Regions from separate parts of the Zea mays genome. Here region 2 is linked to region 1. The links are chromatin contacts, called in public Hi-C maps. All regions are on one chromosome and are shown on one strand. The core of a region is the stretch at or near the end of the contact, and the rest is flanking DNA. Distances in the headings are between cores, read along the strand shown.

Region 1 (5,228 bases), core at 1,121-3,620:
TGGGGGCATCGGCGGGCCCATTGACGCTCGGTTGCAGAGGTCAAGGGCGAGCTAGCGAGGGAATCGAAGGGTGGAGGCATCGACGCTTGGTTGCAGAGAATCAAGGCGGGGGATTGGGGCGGGACACAGGCGGTTGTTGGGGGGCATGGCTGCGCGAGATGGAGGCGGGTGCGGGGGCGGCTGCGCGCATGGTCGGGCGCTACTGCGCGCATGGCGGCAGGGGTTGGGGCGGGACGCGGGGGCGGCTGCGCGCATGGCCGGGTGCCCGTGGCGGCGGGTGCGGCTGCTGGAGCGGGAGCGAGAGGAGGCAATCGGACGGTTTCGGATGGAGGCGGGGTTGACAATCGGATGGTCGAGATGGAGGCGGGGGCATGGTTGTGCTAGTCTACACTATTGCCTTAAGGATTAGTAGAGAAGTATAAACCATCGTCGACCCTTATCTACCAAAGCGCTCAAGTGCAACCTTTACAGTCTGCTTACGACCATTTCAGCGTCACGTCAACTTTTCTTTACAGACTTTTAGTCAAAATTAGTATAATGTTTATTAAAAAAATCACCAGAGTATATAATTAAGCAAATAAAAATTATATAGTTTATAAAAACAAATACAACTTAAAAACTTAAAAAACTATTTCATAAAAACCTGGTACACTACTACCCCTCTTTATCATCTTCCTCTTACACCTCTTCTGCCTCTTCTTCCTTGTCTAGTTTTAATTGCTTTGTCAGCTTTTTAATGCCATTTAGATTTGAACATCCCCCTTAGCTAGCCTTATACAACTTGTTCAACATCCTCTTCTCTATGACTAGGAACTCGCTGCTACTTGTTGTCGTTCCTTCCTCTTTCATTGAGCTCTTATGCTATCTCAACCAATAGTGTGTGGTGCACCCATGCTTTTCAGAGACATGCAGCTATAATCAATGTCCAAGTTGAGGCATGATCTTTTGCTCCAATTACTAGTCGTCATCACCGTGTCTCGCATGCCATCTAAGATGATGACAAAGAGCACGCCACATGTGCTCTAGCTTGAAGTCAGTTTCACCGGCCTTGTTTTGGAAGCTCTACTTGGCCACTTTGAGCAACATAGCATCATTTGCTCCACTGGGTCGGGCCGCGTACAAGCAGTTGCAGATGCCATTGAAGAGTGTGATCTTGCGGTTGTTTGGCGACCACTGATCCTTTAGATGCTTGGGGGTACATTGGCGAGGAGTTTCCGTGGTGGAGTTGTAGGCGCTAGCTATTTGACTCTCGAAGGTTGGTCCCTTCTCATTGTTGCCATCAAAGGGGTCTATGGAGTGCAGTAGTCACATCTAGATCTATAAATTTATGAACTCAAAAACTATTGTTGATCTAAAACTATGTCAAATTCATACAAATATACATATGTACTTATCAACCTTTCATCCTCCATCTTCGTCCAAATCTCTTCGCCATTGGAATTGAGGAGCATCAAAGTAAGCGGATTGGTTTGAAGCGATATCACTTTCGATTGTTGGAGGCACTATCGTGCCTATAGGAGGATGAGTACCATACAAAAGGTGGAACACCAAACGAGAAAGCTAACGAAAAAGAAGCACCTTATGGAAGAGGGGTGCCATACAGTTCATATGGAGGGGGTGTGTATAAGTGAAAAGTTAAGAAAAAGAAGTGTCGGTTGTAGGAGTTTTAGTGGTAGGAGAAAGATCATCGGTGGTAGGATTTTTATTAGAAGAAGGAGCATCCACATATGATCGGTATGGATATAGAGAAGGGAGATATGAGTACCAAAATAGAGGTTGTGAACTCAATGAACGAGGATGATCAAAAACATCATTCAGACAATGATGTATGAGGGAAAGGTCATCGAAGAAGACATGCCTCACATCGATAGCGGTCTCGAAACGTTATAAAGATTGCTCGTTGAACAATTAGGTGAGGTTTTTAAAGTTCATACTCTATCTGAGATCTTACGTTGAAATAGAGAATAAGAGACTATAACATGAAGGACGATAAATAAATTAATGAGTGAAGGGTATAAATAAACCCAAACACTCATCTTTATTTGTAGCGCGGATCTAGATTTTTTTATAAAAAAATTCTAAAGATGGATGTTTAGGTAAAAATTCCAAATAAAGAACCAATGAACATATGATGCAACGGACGGTAAATACTAACCGATGGAAATCGATATCACATTATTACCAGACCAATCAATCAACAGGTTCACCGATCGACGATGTAGGTCGGTACCGGGTTGGACCGAACCCAGTAGTTGTGGCGTTGCATTTCAGCCATTCGTAGCCCCGGATCGCGTACCCAGCAACACCCGCCGTCACTTATCCGCGCCGCGTCCTCCCGTCCCCTTCCACTCATCAGAAACCCCCGCACCCTCTAACTAAACCCTCACCGGCCGCCACCCATGGCGATGGCCGGCGCCGCCGCCGCCGCCGCCGGTCGCTGCCTCCTCCTCTCCCGCCCGTCCCCCCTCCGGCTCCGCCTCCTCCACGCTGCCCTCTCCACCGCCGCCCCCACCCTCGGCCCCACCTCCACTCCGGCTCCCCCTCCGCGGCACGAGCTCCTCCTCGAGCGCCTCCGCCTCCGCCACCTAAAGGACGCCTCCTCCCCCGGCGCCCCGAGGCCTACCTCGAGGAGCTCGGAGCGGAGCTCGCAGCAGGGGAAGGGGAAGAGGGTCGAGGCCGCGGAGAGCTTCGAGGAGCTCGGTCTCGGGGAGGAGGTGATGTCCGCGCTGGGGGAGATGGGCATCTCCAAGCCCACGGAGATCCAGTGCGTTGGCGTGCCGGCGGTGCTGGCCGGAACCAGCGTCGTGCTCGGCTCCCACACCGGATCCGGGAAGACGCTCGCCTACTTACTCCCTCTTGTTCAGGTATCTCCTCCTTTTCAGTATGCATGCAGTGTATACATTGCATTGCATTAGTGTTTCCATTAGAAGGGAAGACAATTCTCTTGATGCTCTTCAGATAGACATTTGCGCCATCAGTTCCACTTCCACGAAATTGGTAGAAGTACACTGTCTTGTGTTCAACGATTACCTGATGTCTGCTTGCTAATCTACTCTAACTTTTATCGTCTATGCTATTGTACAAAAAAAAGTGTATAACCCTTGTGATTCATCTTGTTTAATCTGGTTTCTGCTTTTACAATCTATGAAGAAATTTCCAATAATAGGTCTGATTATTAGCATGGATGCAACCTGATTGGAGTTCAACCAAGCAGTTTTTTGTTTCACTAAACAAGAAAATAGGAATTTATCCATTGGTTATGCCTGCTAATAAAAGATACACATATAACAATGGATTGGTAACCATGCCACTCCTTTTATTTTGTAGCTACTTCGGCGTGATGAGGCAATGCTTGGGATGTCAATGAAGCCAAGGCGTCCAAGAGCAGTAGTACTCTGCCCCACCAGGGAGCTAACTGAGCAGGTCGGCTATGGTTGCAACTTATTGATGTTAGCTGAGTAACTGAGTTATAGTAGCATTAATTCATGTAAATCGATCAAATTACAGGTTTATCGAGTAGCAAAGTCTATCAGCCATCATGCACGTTTTCGGTCAACGATGGTTAGTGGAGGCACCCGTCTAAGACCCCAGGAAGATTCTTTGAACATGCCCGTTGACATGGTCGTTGGCACTCCTGGAAGGATTCTTGATCATATCAAGGATGGTAACATGGTTTATGGTGATATTAAGTATCTGGTATGCTTCTAATTTCACGCTGATATTTACCATTTTGTAACATATTCACTGTTCTCATAATTGTCTCTTTTGATTTTCTTGTTCCGCATTTGAAGGTTCTGGATGAGGCAGATACAATGTTTGATCAAGGCTTTGGACCAGACATACGGAAGTTTCTTGCTCCGTTGAAGAATCGTGCTGCAAAGCCTGATGATCAAGGTTTCCAAACAGTATTAGTCACTGCTACTATGACAAAGGTTTTATGATCATCGAACATCATTCCCTTGAAATCTATCTGATCCTCTGATTTTGATTCATATATGCATATTTTTACTTGGTTAGGACACATTGCTAATTTTATTAGGCTGTTCTGTATGGGTGTGTACCTTTAAAGTGTCTTGCTTGTTGCATCAATTAGCATTCAAGTACAAAGAAATCTCCAGTCTTTTGATAAATCTTTTGATCTCTTCAGTTTTGAGTACTGATACTTCAGATATAAAATCTTGTTTTATTATTTGTTTTTGTGTATTTTGAATCCTTATACTCTTTTACTGCAGGCTGTGCAAAAGTTGATTGATGAGGAATTTGAAGGTATTGTCCATTTGCGGACATCATCATTTCAAAAGAGAGTTTCAACAGCACGGCATGACTTTATCAAACTTTCTGGAGCAGAAAACAAACTTGAGGCTCTTCTGCAGGTGATGGAAACTCTTATTTCTCCTTCCCTCCTGTGCACATATATCTGTCTTTCCATACACTCTAGTTTAGAACTTGACATTTGTATAAAAAAATCAAAACTGGTTATATATATCTGCATTCTCCACTTATTGTCATATTTTTTGTCTGTAATGTAGCTATGTTAGATGGATAGATTGATGATTCCAAATTTCCAATTGACAATTGTTGTGAAAATGTGGAGTATGAATGAAATGTAACCACATTATTGCATCTGGAATTCAATTAATGGAGTATTTTTTTTTTGCAAAACACCATTGGTTTTTGGCTAGTTTGGGTGTTTGGGGTGGTTAGATCAGTGATTCTTTACTGCCACAAGCATTAATGTGGTTGTACTTTGTCTTATGTTGATGTTAATTTTGAATGTACATAGTCGGAATCTCAGAGCCAAAGGGAGAATAGCAATATGCATCTGTTCTAAAATATCTAATTGTGAGATAACAAAGAACTTTATTTCATATAGGTTCTTGAGCCAAGCTTGGCAAAGGGAAACAAAGTTATGGTGTTCTGTAATACTTTAAATTCAAGTCGTGCAGTGGATCATTTTTTAACTGAAAATCATATATCCACTGTTAACTATCATGGAGAGGTTCCAGCTGAAGAGAGGTTTGATATATTTTTTACTCTGTTTTGTCTTTTTATGTACTATATGATATATGACTTTATATTTATGAGATCTGATAATCAAATGTAGAGTTGAGAACCTGAACAAGTTCCGCAATGAAGAGGGGGATTGTCCAACATTAGTATGCACTGATCTGGCAGCTAGAGGCCTGGACCTGGATGTTGACCATGTCATCATGTTTGACTTCCCATCG
Region 2 (5,228 bases), core at 1,728-4,227, 220 kb before region 1:
TGATCAAGTCAAGAATAAAACCTTTGAAAGGACTTCAGTCAATACAAGCTTAATTTCCTTGTTGATCGCTGCTATTCGAGCAGCTTCAATCTCATCCTGAGTAAGAACGCAATAATTTAAACAAGTGCCATGTTGATACTCAACTTAAAAATATCCAAAAAAATGACAACATGTTGTTCAATGATATGTTCTACTCATTCTGCAACACATAAAAATATCAAAGTTGATTATTATTTTAATCAGTGTTGCTGCTCATGATAGGTTTTTCCAATAACTGGCATATGGGCATAACAAATCTGTAGGACATAAATGAGTCATTGTATAACAAAATGTTTACATGCCCTCATTAGGTTATTTAAAGGCATTGGAGAAATATTGGACATGTCTACATGGAGAGCTGGATAAGGAGGCACTGGAAGGTGGAGTCAAAACCCTGCTGCAGGTGGCCATGGACATACTGGTGTTTAAATTATAGGAACACAGATGTATACTAAAGGAAAAAAGTATTATTTCATACTGGTGTTTAAAAAGGTTGTTGAAAATGGAGGATCATACATTCTCTCCTGTGGAAAATCATTTTAGCATTTGTGTTGAGGGACAATTCCAAAAAGAACAAATTCAATGAGATATCCTTTCTCAAAGACTCAAAGGATTTGTAATAACCATAGGTATGTCAACAATATAGATGGACCTGCTATCCATAGTCTTTCAAAATTATGATATGGTAATGCAAGTAACAACTGGCATGCTAGTTAACATGATACAATTATTCGCTCCATCAGCTATGTTTCAGTCAAGGCAAATTACAGGTGCCATGTACCCAATCCATAACAACAATTAAAACTGCCCCATGAACCATACTGAATTCTAGTTGTTGAGATCAACAATGGTTCCCAATATGTTGCCCTTTTTCAATGTACTGCATAAATGGATAGCTACTGGTGTTTCTATATTTCATTTCACAAAGAGATCAACATTCATCATGCAAATTTAAATTTAAGTGTTTTGTGTGGTTTCTCTATTCCAGGACCTAGAGAACATGCCAGGAGGTTCTTGGTGGTAACTGGCCGGTTCCTGCTAGGAATGTTGGTCGTACCTTCAAGCATTATTGGCCACTGCAACAGTAGTTGAGAAAGCAATTCATCAACAAATTCCAGAAAATTATGTTTGAGATGCACAAAGAATTCATTTCATAAAATTACAATTATTTGCTTCAAACTATCAAAGAACTACAACTTTTAGGATCAGTTTCATGGTACACTACTTGTGCCCTCAGTTCCACAAACCTTCATTGGACCCACCTTTCAATCACACAAATAGTGTGCCCATGCAGATTGTTGTAAGGTTTGAAATAGATGCCTCGGGTAGTTTTACGAAACTGATCCTAGAAGTTTTGTTTTGTGAAATGAACAAAAAACATAATTAATGCCTGATTTTCTTTAGAAGGGCAAAGCAATCATCTTTGCTTTACATACCATCAAGACAACATCCCATGTATAAAGGGTAGATGACAATAGCATCATGAGCTACAACGAAGCTTTTTTGACATGTATCAAGAAGAACAAAGGAGATCATTCCATCCAACATATCCACAAATTCTTCCCCACATTCTTCATACTGTGTAAAGAAGCTATTAAAGCAATTAAAAGGTCTCAATGCTAAGATTAAATAACTTTATAAGAGAGGATGATGCTTTGATGGAGATAATTAAATCATTGGGAAAAGTTATGCCACTATTAAAAGGGTATACATATGTAACTTACAAGATGGGCTACACTTCACAATCACTACCGGTTTAGAATTCATGAGTTTTAAACTTAGCTTTCAATTCGTCATGGTTATAGATCTCTTCATTCACCTGAAAATGACAACCGAAAGATAAAAATGGTGAAAATATGTCAATGAAAATGGCAGACACATGTTAATGCAAAATGAGAACCAAAAAGTGAAAACTTAGCTATATGCGCACCTCACGAACAATTGCAAGCCTTAAAACTGTGCGGAGATAAGAATGACATGCAGTTATTTAGTTAACAGGATCTAATCCTTAAGGTTGCCGCAGAAAGTAAGTTGCAGCAGAATCCCTCCTATTACACAAAGCTATGGCTAGGAGCCATAGTAACGCTATGGGTTCAACCTTACAGAAAAGGAAGAAATAGAGCGAATACTACTGAACTTGAACTACATATAGACCACTTCAACTTCAAGAAAGCACCCAAATTGAGCATATCTACCCTGCTCCAGCTGGAGCAGCACATCTACTGCAAGAATCAAACAGGCAAAATGGGTTAAGAGTGTAGATCAGGACCTAGATTCTAGGTTCCTAGTGATGTTCTGGAAGAGCTGCAACGACAACACCCATCGTCATGAACAGCGGGTACACCTGCGCAGCACCAACCAAACCAACATCACACAGATCAGAGAGAGAGAGGAAGTATGTGTGTGTAATCGTAGAGTCTGAGGAACTCGCCTCCGGTCGGACCCAGTCGTTGGCCCTTAGATTGAGACACGACCGCGACGACGAAGGATGGAAAGACTGGAGAGGCAACGTCGGAGGAGGGGGAGCCGCCACCGCCTGGCGCATCGTTGTTGGCCCCTGATCCACCGCCATCGAGGTCAGGGTCCTGGGTCGCGATGGCGAGCGACTACGGTGGCGCTCGGGAAGCCGGAGGGATGGCATGGGGGAGAGAAGTCTGAGGGGAGACCGGAAGAGTAATGTGGACCTGTGGTATGGCCGTGGCTGAAAATTTGGCGTCCGTCAAAAGTGAGGTTTCACGTCCATGACCCACGGAGCACGCGTGCGTGGCCATCGATAGCACACGTCGTGCGATGGATGGCGTGGAGGCCGCCGAATGCGGACAGGCCTCCAAAAGGGGTCAAGTTTTAATAACTCTGATATAATTGTAGAGAATTTAGTTTTGTGGATGTTAAAATAGAGAAGGCTACTTAAATGAGTACTATAATAGCAATAAAGGTCCGCTAGCTTACTCTTTATGTGGGTCCTGTAGGTCAGTGAAGCAACATCTCTTTCCTTCTTCCCGCAACGACTGCTCGCGCCGTCTCCGGCTCTCCGCTCACCGTGACCGCGTCGCCCCGTACGCCTCCGCCCCGAGGCCCCTCGTCCGGCCACCTCCGCTCGCGTACGCCGTTGTACACTGGGAGGCCCTCGCCCGGCCATCTCCGCTCGCGTACGCTGCCGCCCACGGGGCCACCCTGCCCCGGCCATCTCCGCCCGCCCCGGCCTCGGAGGCGCCGCCCTGCGCTCTCTGGCGCTAATGGCGCCGCCGCGTCCACCCACAGGACCGATCCTCTTCCTGCCCCTCGTCTTCCTCTTCCTCTTTACCACCGCCGCGGCGTCTGCGGCGGCGCCTGAGGATGAAAAGTTCACTGAGGAGCTGCTCCTGCGGCCGCTCCCGGACCGCAAGGCACTGGCACACTTCCACTTCCGCTCCTCTGCGCCCCCCGCTGCCTCCGTTGGTCGGCACCACCACCTCTTCCCCAAGGCCATCTCCCAGCTGGTGCGTGGATCTCTGATGTGGCTGATTTAGGGTTTAAGCTCCAACTGTATACGGCTTTAATTCGCCGTTCATACTGGTACATTAGCCTGGACTAGCATGTAACTAGTTAGTTGTGTTTGTAGATCAATAACACGTTTGATCTGTCTGTGGGTACTCCACTGGGACAGTGAGACAAGCAACTGCACTGCTGCAAAGATTTTATTTTTGGCATATGTACATAGGTGTGTTAAGATGGGAGATCTTTGCTTTGCATTTGTTTCATTTTCCCACCGAGTGATGTCTATCAAGTTGTCCCAAGTGCTGATTTGTTTTTACCCAAAATTGAATCTAGGTGCTGTGGAACCGCTGTGAAATTTAGGTTTTGCAATCTGAACAAAGGCTCAAGCCCATTTTAACTAGAAATGGTCACAGTGGTTGTTGGGTTTGTAAGACAACAAGTCAATGACCCTGAGCATTGGGGGTTCTCTGAAATGGGCACAGTAGTTTGTGGGTTTGTGCCTATTAGGCATTAGCCCCAAATGTTGGTGGCTTTGAGAAATTTACTCTGTATTCTTTTGTTGCCTATTAGGTTTACATATAATAAACTGTCCCTTGTTTATACCTTTAAGTCACAACAACCTGGGCACTGAAGAAAGGGGCCCTCCATTTCTTATATGCTGCCACATTTTATGAATGACTGAGAAGTGAGAACCTCTATTAACATTATTCTGCTTTGTCAATATCAGGTTAAGAAATATCATATTAGCGAGTTGGAGCTATCTTTCACCCAGGGAAGATGGAACTATGAGCAGTGGGGTGGATTTGATCCTATGTCAACTAATAATGCAAAGCCTCCTGGTGTTGAGCTGTGGGCAGTTTTTGATCTTCCTTTGTCTGAGATCGATGCAACATGGAAGAACCTGACACATACACTCTCTGGCCTGTTTTGTGCATCCATCAACTTTTTGGAGTCCTCCACTGCATTTTCTGCTCCTCGCTGGGGCTTCAAACTGAACGAAGGCAATTTGCGATATGGTGCATTGCCTCGTGAAGCAGTATGCACTGAGAATCTGACACCTTGGTTGAAACTTCTTCCATGTCGTGACAAAGCTGGGATAGCTTCTTTGCTGTACAGGCCTTCAATTTACAAAGGATATTACCATTCACAAAAACTGAAACTGAGATCCTCCCAGTCACTTGGTATTATTCTTGATCAAACTCTGACTGTTGTGCTGCAACCAAATAATGTACATGGCGAACAGCTACATTCCAATCATGGTCAACTTCAGCCCAACTGGTCCATGAGACATCTTTTCAACAGAAAGTTGTCAGGGAAATGCCTTGTTTCTAAATCCAGCAGAGTATTCATTGAGGTTGATAAAGGCATTGCTGACGAAGTTAACATATCTGGAAGTGTTCATTCTTGGAGTAATGAATTCTTTGTATTGTCCAATAGCCCGGACAAGTTGATCAAAGGTCAAAATCACTTAGAAATGCAATCTTCTTTTTTATATGTTTATGATGCTAGTAACTACAGTGAGGAACAACCTTTGGATTTGGGCATAACTTGGAAGCTTCCCCTGATATGGACTTGCACCCCATCACCTTTTCATGCAAGCAGATTTCTTATGGGCAGTGGCAATGAAAGAGGGTCAATTGCTCTGTCGTTTATGTCCACTAATCTTCATAAGAAGATATCTGGCAGCGCAAATGATTGTTCAATAAAGGCAG

Evidence for each region. Hi-C and Micro-C count contacts between places; a contact is called where the count stands out from the background.
Region 2: a Hi-C map of endosperm shows a contact between it and region 1, with 2.3 times the contacts expected there. The contact joins the promoter of LOC103629437 here to the promoter of LOC100191518 in region 1. A contact is called at or near these places in 3 of 25 Hi-C or Micro-C datasets (endosperm, leaf and tassel).

Annotation. Positions count from the first base shown.
Region 1 is chr6:75,577,192-75,582,419 of Zm-B73-REFERENCE-NAM-5.0, reverse strand. LOC100191518 reads left to right here and starts at 2,370. Exons shown (of 9, transcript NM_001136950.1): 1 at 2,370-2,864; 2 at 3,328-3,423; 3 at 3,508-3,696; 4 at 3,792-3,932; 5 at 4,233-4,373; 6 at 4,874-5,016; 7 at 5,105-5,228. The coding sequence starts at 2,400.
Region 2 is chr6:75,799,132-75,804,359 of Zm-B73-REFERENCE-NAM-5.0, reverse strand. It overlaps LOC103629437 (GPI transamidase component PIG-T), which reads left to right and starts at 2,977. Exons shown (of 5, transcript XM_008650557.3): 1 at 2,977-3,518; 2 at 4,244-5,228. The coding sequence starts at 3,276.